Linked DNA regions of Arachis hypogaea: region 1 is linked to region 2. A link is a contact called in public Hi-C data. All regions are on one chromosome and are shown on one strand. Each heading gives the region's core, a stretch centred on a gene start, on an enhancer-like site or on the middle of the called end of the contact. The rest is flanking DNA. Distances are from core to core; before and after follow the strand shown.

Region 1 (5,483 bases), core at 943-3,442, 650 kb after region 2:
GATCCCCAAAGTTGACACTCCAACCTTGATGAAGGATTTCAAACCAATTAGAAGGAAAGAAATCTTTATTGGGGTATCTTAGATTCATTTCACTTAAGCTGGAAAGATATTTGGGAGTGTATATCTCACTCTCAAGTTGGCAGAGTATTTTTCAATGGTGTGATTGATAAGAATTCGAGGAAGACTAGGAAGTTGGAAGGGCAAACCCTTGAACTGAGGCGATAGACTTTGTCTAGTTAACTCTGTTATTTCATCTCTTCTAATCTACTAAATACAAGTCTCCTATTTTCCTTGCTGGTCAACGAACAAGATTTCCTCCTTGATGCGTCATTTTCTTTGTAAGGGCCAAGTGGATGGGAGGGACATGAGCCTTACCTATTGGAAAAATATGGTAATTACCAAAACATTTAGGGTTTTGGGGGTTAGAGATCTAGCTTGCGCTAACCTAGCTCTTTTAGGTAAGCTAGTTTAGTAATTTCTACATTGTCCAAAGAAGCTTTGGGTGCAACTTTTGGTAGCTAAATACAATAAGAATTTGAAACTATTTTTCTTGTTTAATATGATGAAGAGTTCTCAAACTTGGAAGAGTATTTGCAAAGAATCCAATGCTCTTAGGGACAGTTATTCATGGCGTATTGGCCCACTTCAACAGGTTTTATGGTTTGACAACTGGAGAAGAGATGGTACTATAGCAGAGAAATTGAATTATCTCACATATGGGATACAGAGCTTTGTATTAGCGATCTCTAGAGAGATGGTACTTGGAATTTGGTTGATGTTGCTACCCTGCTATCTGATAACTTCAAGTAGCGCCCTTGAGGCCTTTAATCCGAGTCAGGTTGTTAGTGATATGGTGGGTTAGAGTTGAACCTTTTCAACTTTAAAATTGTACTCTTCTAGTAGTGGTTACACATGGTTAAGTAAGTGCATGTTCGGTTAGGATGAGCATGAGGATTGGTTATGGCTGTGGCAGTTATAAATTTCGAAAAAAAATTAAATTTCTGGTTTGGCTTTTCCTTCATGATGCGGTTCCAAATGCTAAATTTAGATTTAAAAGAAACCTTGCAACTTCCAATCTTTGCCAGAGGTGTCAGTTTGTGCCGAAAACCGTTCTGCATTGTTTTAGGGACCACCGAAAGGCTTGAAACATTTAGAAGAAGTTGAATTTTGATCTGCAGCACTTGGACATGGTTTCTTAGATTAATAAATATAAGAATACTAATGTATTTCTATTTTTTGCTTGCTTGTTGTGGATTTGGAAGGATAGGAATAATAATGTGTTCAATTTCAATGAAGTCTGATCCATTGATAAAGTGGTGAGACTTATCTATGCTTCAAACAATGAGCTTCAGAATATTTTTTCAAGAAGGTTCTTCATGCTGCTCATTCCATGAACTTTACTTGGACGACTCCTCCACAAGATTCGGTTAAGGTAAATTGTAAGTATATTTGATGATAGTAGTAAGGCGTGATTTGACCGTGTTATTTGAAATTCAGATGGTTTATGGTTGAGAGGTTGTATGGGATCTTTCTCTTATGTGTGTGTGCTCAAATGTGAATTATTTGTGATCTGGTAGAGATTACTATTATCGTGGGAGGCTAGTCATAGAGATGCTTTTCAGTGAAATTGATTGCTTGGAGGCCTTTAATTTGATTAGTGATAAAAACATGGGAGCACATTACTTGGACAAGGATATGGTTAGCAAAATTCAGAAGATCTTGAAGTGGAAATAGAGGGCTAGTGTTGATCTTATTCAGTGGACTCCCAACAATATTGTTGACGCCATGACGAGATGTGATGTTATAAACATGACCGCTCAAGTTGAGCTCCTGCAGTCTTAGAAAGAGGTTAGAAATTTTTTTTAAGCCAGACATATCGTAATTTGTTCTAATTTTGTCTTTTACTTTTCTTTAATCTCTTATCACAAAAAAAATATAAAAATTATTTAGGTCTATTATTTTTTTTAATATGCCAACACAACATTAAATGTTTTATAAAATCATTTATTTTGGTATACAAATTAAATCCAACACTAAATTTAAAAATCTATCACTTCACTATATAGACTAAATAATGGTTTAGACTAATATAAGAAGAAAAAGATCTTACTTATTAGCAAAAAATGCAAAATGGCAAATTTGGGGGAAGATACACAACTCATATATAATGGGTGCAGTGCACCAAACAAAGCACGCATATTACACTCTCTCTACACTATACCCACAACCCACTCACTCGCTCGCTCACTCACAGAGCCACAAAGTTGCACACTTTCCCCCCCCCCCCCCCCCCCCCCACCCTTTTTCCCCATTCACCTTTTTATTCACACACATTGCTACTGCTTTTTCTTTCTTTACTTTGCTGATTCCCCAATTCCATTCCCCATTCACACATTTAAATAAATTAAACACCACCACCACCACCACATTAGCCCTTTTCCTCTGCGCGTGAGTGGAACAAAGTACTATAGAACCATTATTAGGGTTTGAAATGTGGAGGGAGAATGGAACACACTGAATCCGATTCTGCTTCTTCCTCACTTCCCAATGGCGGTGGTGACTCCATCACCGCCACCCAACAAGACCCTCAACTTGCTCCTTCTTCCAATCACGGCACCGACGATCCTCAGCCGTCAGATCTCTATCAAACGGCTAAGGATGGTTCACTCTCGGCTGAGCTTCAGAGTAAGCTGGATTTGAAGGGTTTGGAAGGTGTGGGCGAAGAGGGTGGCGAGATTGGGGATAAAGTTTCAAACTTTGGCCAAGTTGGTGGTGGTGTTGATGATGGGGGTGTTACTAATGGTGACGATGAAGTTGTAAATGGTTGTGATGAGGGTTTTAAAGGTGGTGGTGGTGATGGGGATAACTGGGGGTGGGAGACCAATAGTTGGGAAGAGGAGAATGTCAATGTGGGTCTTGTGGATGGTGATTATGATGGGTTAGTTAATGGATATGTTGATGCTGATGGGGGTGATGATGTTGATGGGGATGAGAAGAGGGAAGAGAAAAATGGTGGTGGTAGGGCACAACACCAGTACCCTTGGAGGCCTGATGCTCAGGATTGTGCATTTTATATGAAGACTGGGAATTGCAAATTTGGAATCAATTGCAAGTTCAATCACCCCATTAATAGGAGGAAAAACCAGGTATTCTTGGCCCTTTTTTGTGCGCTTTCTTGAGGTTTTGCAATTTGTTAGATTTCAGGTTTGGCTTAGGACTTGATTATGTACAATGTTGTCTTTTTGGCCCAATTTTGTTTTGAAGTTGTATTAGGTGAGGTGACATGATGTTATCTATTAACAAAAGGATTTCACAGTTTTCACTATGATAAAAATGGAAGAAAAAGTAATACAGTTAAGAGGGAAATAGGGATATGTGATTGAGCATTTAACAAGGCTTTTGGCCTTTCATGACTGCAAACATGTTATATTTTGTTCACATCTTAAAAGTTTTCTCTAAGATGTTTCAAACATACGTGAAGGCTGTTAAAGAGTGGCCAGCAGAAAGAGAGGAAGAGCAAGCAGAGAGATCAGGACAGACAGAATGCAAGGTTATTATCAAAATTATGCTTCTAAACAAATTTCATTGTAAATTTAGAATTTGCACATTCTGTTATTTAATTGAAAACTTAAACTACATATTCTTAATTTTACATAGAAGGTTGTGGATAAGGATAGTTTAAGAAGGTCTGATCTAGCGAATAATTTTGTATGTTATCAATTTTGGTTACCTTCAAATTATTACGTAGCAATATCTTTTGCAAAGAGATATAAAGATGATAAAATTATATGAATTCCTTTTTCTACACTTGCAGTGGACAAGGAAGGACCTTGTTGTTTTTTTTCATTTATTTTTTTTCATGACATTATATTTGTTCTAGTTCTTTCAGTCAAGCCGCATTCCAGGAAGCATGTGATAATGACATTAGTGACAGGGATGATAGTTTCATATGCAAGATAACAATAATAAATTAATAATTATCTTCATAATTTAGCTTGCATACATCAATATGTAATAGTAGTGGATACGAAAACAAATGAACTGGGAAAAAGCAAAAGAAAAAAGGAAAAGCTTTTTGCACTACCCTATCAATTGTTGAGTTAAAATACGAATGAATCTAAGTCAGGCAGCTTCTTTGGCGTGATTAAATGAATAGATTTTGCTCTTCAGACATAGCTTCTTTCTGAAGTTTTTTTTAAAAGATATGTGAAATGTTCTTAATAAATGTTTTTCTTGGTGTTATGGCAGTATTATTTAAGGTCCGGGGGTTGTAAGTTTGGAAAAGATTGTAAATATAACCATACAAAAGGAAAAGATTTAACAACCGAGGAGGTGGCAGAACTCAATTTTCTTGGTCTGCCTATTCGTCTGGTATGTATATATGAAGCTTCTTTCATATACCATCTTTTATCTGTTTTTACAGCTTCCAAAAACAGTTACCTCTGAAATATTATTCTGGTTGATTTAAATGATAGGGAAAGAGAGAATGTCCTTATTACATGCGCACCGGCTCATGTAAGTTTGGAGCAAACTGCAAGTTTAATCATCCTGACCCTACAACTGTTGGAGGTTCTGAATCATCTCCAGGGTATAGTAATGGAGGATCTATTTCATTACATGGTGTATCACAACAGTCTGTGTCAACATGGTCTTCTCCAAGAACAGTAAATGAAACATCTCCTTTTGTGCCAATGATGCTTTCGCCCCCAAGTCCTGATTGGAATGCATATCAGGTATATCCTAAGATTCAATATTAGTAGCCATCTAATAGTGGCTGTTTTATTATACAATAATTTATGCTAGATAGATGATTGACTTTGCCAATGCCCTGTCATGCAATGTTATTAACTTATTGTTATCAGGCTATATATTTATTTCATTTATCTGACTTTATATCATTCTACCGTTGGTTTGAAATACCTTTTATATGGTGAGATATTGTCACCTTGAGTGTTGCAGACATATCAATGCATTAGCAGTGAATGCATACTGGAAAGCTGAATGAGTATTAAGCTATTTGAGGTTCATGAGGCGGACCTTTAGTTGTAAACTTAGAAGTGAATATTCGATTTGTACCTATTACTCTTGACCTGTGAGTTATATAGTGCAATGCACTGAATGCAGTACAGCATGGTCCTTTTTGTTTTCTTTTTTCTCGCCTTCCTAGAGTTAACTATCATGCTGGCTGAACTGTCTGCATCACTCTGACTTGTTTTTGGTTTGTAAAGGCACCTACCTACCTATCTGAGAGGAGTATGCATCCACCTCCACCATATGTCATGAACAATCCAGTGATCGAAACAAATGTTTATATACACCCACAAAAAAGAATTCAAGTTGATGATTTTCCTGAAAGACCTGGTGAACCTGAATGCAGCTACTTCCTGAAAACTGGGGATTGCAAGTTCAAATCCAATTGTAAATTTCACCATCCAAAGAATCGGATAGCAACATTACCTCCATGCAACCTCAATGACAAAGGC
Region 2 (5,489 bases), core at 1,328-3,827:
TCTTTATCGAATCCAACAAACACAGTGATGATTGGAGCTCGGGAAAAAAAATTTAGGGTTAGAGGGCTTCTTCTTCTTCTCCTCCTTTAGCAGAGAGAAGGAAGAGGAGGGAAGAGACGAAGAACACCAACCTAGATGAACTTCTTTTTTTTATTTTTTTATTTTTTTTCATATGTTTTTGTTTTGTTTTTATAAATTATTTAAAATTTAAAAATATAAATTAAAATTAATTGAATTTTAAATTTTAACTAATTTAAAGATAGTTTAGGTCCCATATAAGAAAATGATATTTAAGTTTTTTTTTGTATAATTATTTAAAAAATATTTTTTATTTTTATTAAATTATAAGAATGTTTTAGTAAAAATAATGATATGGTATGTATTTTTTTTAAAAAAAATAAATGATGACATGGAAATTATAATTCATGTGTCTGTATTTTAATTTGTCTATGTTTTTATTGTATCGGTACGTATAAATTTATTATCGTACCGAAACAAACATCTATTTTTATCTGCATCAATACAAAAATATAAATAAAATGGAGTAATTCAGCATTTAATTTGACTTAAAATTTTAGTTTTGAATAAAGTTCTACAACCAAATAAAATACTTATTAATAAAGTCCAACCAAATTGTTATAATCGTTTTTCACATCATGTGCATGCACTCTTCTTTTTTCGTTATCATTGTTGTTACCATCACTATCACCTCCATCTCCTCTTCTTCTTCCTCCTCCTTTTTTTATTTGAATTCTTCTCATCCTTTCTTTTTTTCCTCCATCATCATCATCATCATTGTTATAATTAGGGTTAAGTTCGATTTTGGTCCCTAACGTAGGGGTCAAAAATTTTTTTTGTCCCTAAGTTTTATTTTTAAACAAAATCGTCCCCAAAGTTGACAGTTGTATTAAAATAGTCCTTTCGCACCAAAAATAAAATTTAATGACAACTCTACCCTTGCGGTTTCTCTCCCTTAATTTTCATTCCCGCGAAGTGCACTCCTGCTCATGAAGTAACTCATAAACTTCCTTGAAACACTTGAAAACGGAAACGTTGGTGTGAAACCCTCAAACGTAGGTGCAAAGAGGGTGTACAGAAAGGATTGTCGCCATTGGGGGGGTTAAGCTTGAGAATCGGTGTACTAAGACATTGGTGAGTGATCTTCATTGTTGCAACAGCTGATTGTTCAGGTACGATTACTTTCCATCCCTCAAGCAATCACGTCAACTGTTCACAACATGTTGGAGGTTTGCATTTCATCACCATGTTGCTCTGTCTGAGCATTTCGGGGTTGAATGCAGGCTTCTGAGTCTGCTGCTATAGCTAAGGTTTGTATATATGTTTGTGAGTAATGTATTCTGCTGTATAACAGGGTTGACTGAGCAGAAGATGGTGTACATAAATGTGAGGGTGCATCATGGGGTGCATTCGGATATGAGGAGGGGGTATTTAAGTACCTGAAGGGTCAAAGTACAATTATCGAGGACATTGACAGCGATCGTTGGTCTTTGTTTGAGGCCTATGAAGAACTAAGGCAGTTTGGGTACTTGCAGGCCAACATTGTTGCGTTGTGGTATAAAGATCCAAGCTTTGATGATTTGGAGACTAGCCTGAAGATGCTGAAGGGTGACGCAGAATCAATCGAAATGTGCAACATTGCTGGGTTATGGGGCTTGGTAGAGTTGTATGTGGTCCACGATGTGGGCGATGCCGAGCCATTTCCAGAAGTGGGTTACGTTGACGTTGGGGGAGTTGCAGAAGAGGAAACAGATGATGGGCTTGGCTTGGTTGTTTTCGAAGGGCACGGGGCTGAGGCAGCAGGGGCCAGTGCCGAACCTATGTGGGGGATGAGTTTCAGGTAGATGGAAGTGAGTCCAATGATTAAGACAGTGAGGATCCTGAGTACATGCCATCTGATGAGGAGGGGGACAGTGCAGGAGAGGTGCACTTCACTAATAGTGATGAGGATTTTGAGGGTGATAGTGGATTTGATGAGGGTAATTCTGTGCCGGAAGAAGCTACTGCTGGCAAGGAAAAAAGTAAAGGTATAAATCAGTTTAGTGATGAGGATGGAGCAGATAGTGATGAGTTGGAGATGGATCACATGATTGGTGGGGATGAGGGGGACGATGACGATGCTGAGAATATGATGCATCAGATCGTGTGGGTCAAAGGTTTTCAGTTCATAAACCTTTGAAGGATATGAGCAGCTACAGGTGGGAGGTAGGGACACTTTATGCATCCAGACAAGAATTTAAGGAGACTGTACTGGCATATGCAGTTCATACAGCTAGGAGCATCAAATTTAAGAAGTGTGATTTGGTCAGAGTTAGAGTTGTTTGTCAGAAGGACTGTCCATTCTGGCTCTATGCACATAGGGTTGGGGATGAATCCACCTGGCAGTTAAGAAGCTTGAACCTCTAACACACCTGCATGCAAATGCACAGAGTTGGGATACTGCACACTAAGTGGGTTGGAGCCCAATTTAAAAAGACGGTAGAGTCTAATCCGAGGATTAAAATAAGGGAGTTACAAGCAAAGGCACACAAGAAGTGAAATGTTATTGTGACCAAGTCCATGGCAGCCAAGTCGAAGCAAGAGGCACTAAGTCAAATTCAGGGTGCATTTAGGGAGCAGTATAGAAGGATTAATGATTACTGTGCGGAGATTCTAAGGGCCAATCCAGGTTCATCTGTTAGCTTGAAAGTGATTAGGAGCCCAGATTTTGCCCAGGAAGTCCAGAACCCCGAATTGATGAACTATTGTGTATTCCAGAGATTGTATGTCTGCTTCAATGCATGCAAGAAGAGCTTCCAACATGTCAGACCCTTTATCAGTTTGGACGGGTGTTTCTTAAAGACTCCTCAGGGTGGTCAGTTACTGACCGTAATAGGAAGAGATCCTAATGACCAGATCCTTCCTATTGTTTATGCGGTGGTTGAAGCTGAGACCAAGGATTCCTGGGTTTGGTTTCTGAGACACTTATCTGATGATCTGGGTGTTGATAAAATTGGAAAGTGTACATTCATGTTGGATCAGCAGAAGGTGAACATTAATTTAAAATTGTTTGTGCATTTTATAACTTATGGTGAAGACTATACTAATTAGTTGGGTTACCTTTCTGATACAGGACTTGTTACCAGCTCTTGAGGAAGTCATTCCTAGGGTGGACAACCGATATTGTGTGAGGCATCTATATAACAACTTCAAGAAGAAATTTCTTGGATTGGAGCTAAAGAATCAAATGTGGAAATGTGCAAAGTCTACGCACTGGAAAGATTGGGAGAAGGAGATGAAGACAATGAGACTTAAGAGTGAGGATGCATTTCGGCACTTGAACAGCATTCCACCCAGGTTCTGGTCCCGTTCTCGCTTTTCATTTCATTCAAAGTGTGACTCCCTTGTTAACAACATGAGTGAGAGTTTTAATGCTGTCATAGTTGAGGCTAGAGAAAAACCAATTGTCACTATGTTAGAGGACATTAGGGTCTATATAATGACTAAATGGGCTGCCAATAGAGCTAGGATTCAAGTGTACCAGGGTAACATTATGCCAACAATATTGAAGAAGCTAGAGAAAAGGGTAAAGCATTCTAGGGATTGGAGGCCATTTTGGTCAGCTGCTAGTAAGTATGAAGTGATGTGCGGGTTAGACAAATTTGTTGTAGATCTGGCTGCTTGTGAGTGTTCCTGTAGGAGGTGGCAGATGAGCGGGCTACCCTGTCCTCATGCCATTAGCTGCATAACATTCAAAGGTTTGAACTTGGAGTCGTTTGTGGATGACCATTACAAAAAGGATGCTTACCTGAGGTGCTACCAGGAAGTGATACATCCTCTAAATGTGTCAGATCTGTGGGAGAGATCCCAGTATGATGATGTCATGCCACCACCATATCGGAAGCCAAGTCACCGGCCAGTCAAGAAGAAGAAGCGAGGACCTGGGGATGATGATAACAGAAGCCAAACTCACCTCTCCCGTAGGGGTCAAACACAGAGGTGTTCTAACTGTGGTGCTTTAGGTCACAAGAAATCAAGTTGCACAAAGCCTAAGAAGAAGGTATCCTTTCTGCTATAATGTTTAGTTTGGTTTATATTAACTTGTGCTAAAAATGTTCCTTTTTTTATTTCTGTCACAAGTCCAACCTGCATCTCAACAAGCTGCCAAGGGTCCAAAGAGAGGTACTAAGGTTGCAAGCTCACAATCCCTTGGCCAAACAGTCCAAAGAGGGAAACTTAGCAAGAAATCATGCTCTCAACCCAGCCCTGCAATAACTCATTCCAACACAGCAACAACTCAGCCCAACAAACTAGTAACCAGGCCCAGAAAATTGGCAGCTAGGCCCACTAATAATGCAACTCAGCCCAAGAGCCAGACCAAAAATGTAGCCGGGCCTGCACCACCTCAGTCCAACCCTAAAGCTCCTTCATCCCAACCTTTGCCTCAAAAGAGCAGTGCATCAGCTTCCTCCACTAGCAAGAAGGACTCACACAGTCAACCAATTCAGAGAAAGAGGTATTTTTTTATTATCCAGACTGGTGCACCTTATATCCCAATGCAGAAACTCAAGCTAATGGCAAAATTGCCTCCTAGTGCATGGGGCAATCTTTAAAGAGGATTAGTTATGTGTTTTAGCTGTTATGCTGTTTCATTAGGTTTGAAACAATGTTATGTTGGTATTTTGTTATTTTCTTATTTTGTTCCATGTGGTTAACTGGTTTTAAGTTTGTTTATGAACTATGTTGGTCTGTGTTTTTCTGTTTAAGTGACAACTACAAGTTTGTAATTGGCCATTTTGGCTTATGGATGCTGTTGTGAATGACTTTGTCAGTGTTTTAAGGTTCATTGCTTAATGTTTTATCCTGGTGCACATAAATGTTCATTACATATTTTCAACACATTTTCACTGCTTCATGATTGGAAATTTGCACAACACTTTCATTCATACATTCAAACATCTTCACAAGGGATACATCACATAACATCATTGTAACAATAAAAGTAACAGTATCAAATAACCAAAACAACACACAAAAATTCTACAAATAATGTTCTAATCATCTCCTGATTAAATGATTCCATATGGTTGCCTCAAATTGTATGGATTATGTAGCAACAAATAGAGAAACCCAATCCACCCAACTAACCCAAAGTAGCTACAATCCTCAGCTTCCATTTGACATCCTTCAACCTTGTCTTCAAGGTTGTAATCTTCTTCCTGCATCTTGCAATCTCAGAATCCCGCAGCGCTCTTTCAGCTTCTGGGTCTGCCCACCTAAAGAAATCACAGACATCCTGAACCTATCACCACCCAGAACTCATAAGATGAAGGAAACTCAGATGGAAAAACTCAATCTCAGAAATTAGAGGCCAACAAAATACCTCATAGTAGACACAACCCCAAAATCGTCGGCCTGGGTTGTCCTTCGTCGTTGAGGTACGCAGAATCGGCCTCTCCCCATGCCCACATACCATCTCCTTCACAGGTGTT

The links. A called contact is a pair of places that touch in the nucleus more often than the background predicts.
Region 1: a contact with region 2 is called in a Hi-C map of leaf, with 3 times the contacts expected there. The contact joins the promoter of LOC112722197 here to the promoter of LOC140176135 in region 2. A contact is called at or near these places in 2 of 8 Hi-C or Micro-C datasets (both in leaf).

Annotation. Positions count from the first base shown.
Region 1 is chr11:66,412,486-66,417,968 of arahy.Tifrunner.gnm2.J5K5, forward strand. It overlaps LOC112722197 (zinc finger CCCH domain-containing protein 67), which reads left to right and starts at 2,193. Exons shown (of 6, transcript XM_025773170.3): 1 at 2,193-3,146; 2 at 3,482-3,550; 3 at 4,249-4,371; 4 at 4,476-4,733; 5 at 5,229-5,483. The coding sequence starts at 2,505.
Region 2 is chr11:65,761,824-65,767,312 of arahy.Tifrunner.gnm2.J5K5, forward strand. It overlaps LOC140176135, which reads left to right and starts at 2,578. Exons shown (of 2, transcript XM_072206022.1): 1 at 2,578-3,045; 2 at 3,131-4,075. The coding sequence starts at 2,578. The coding sequence ends at 4,075.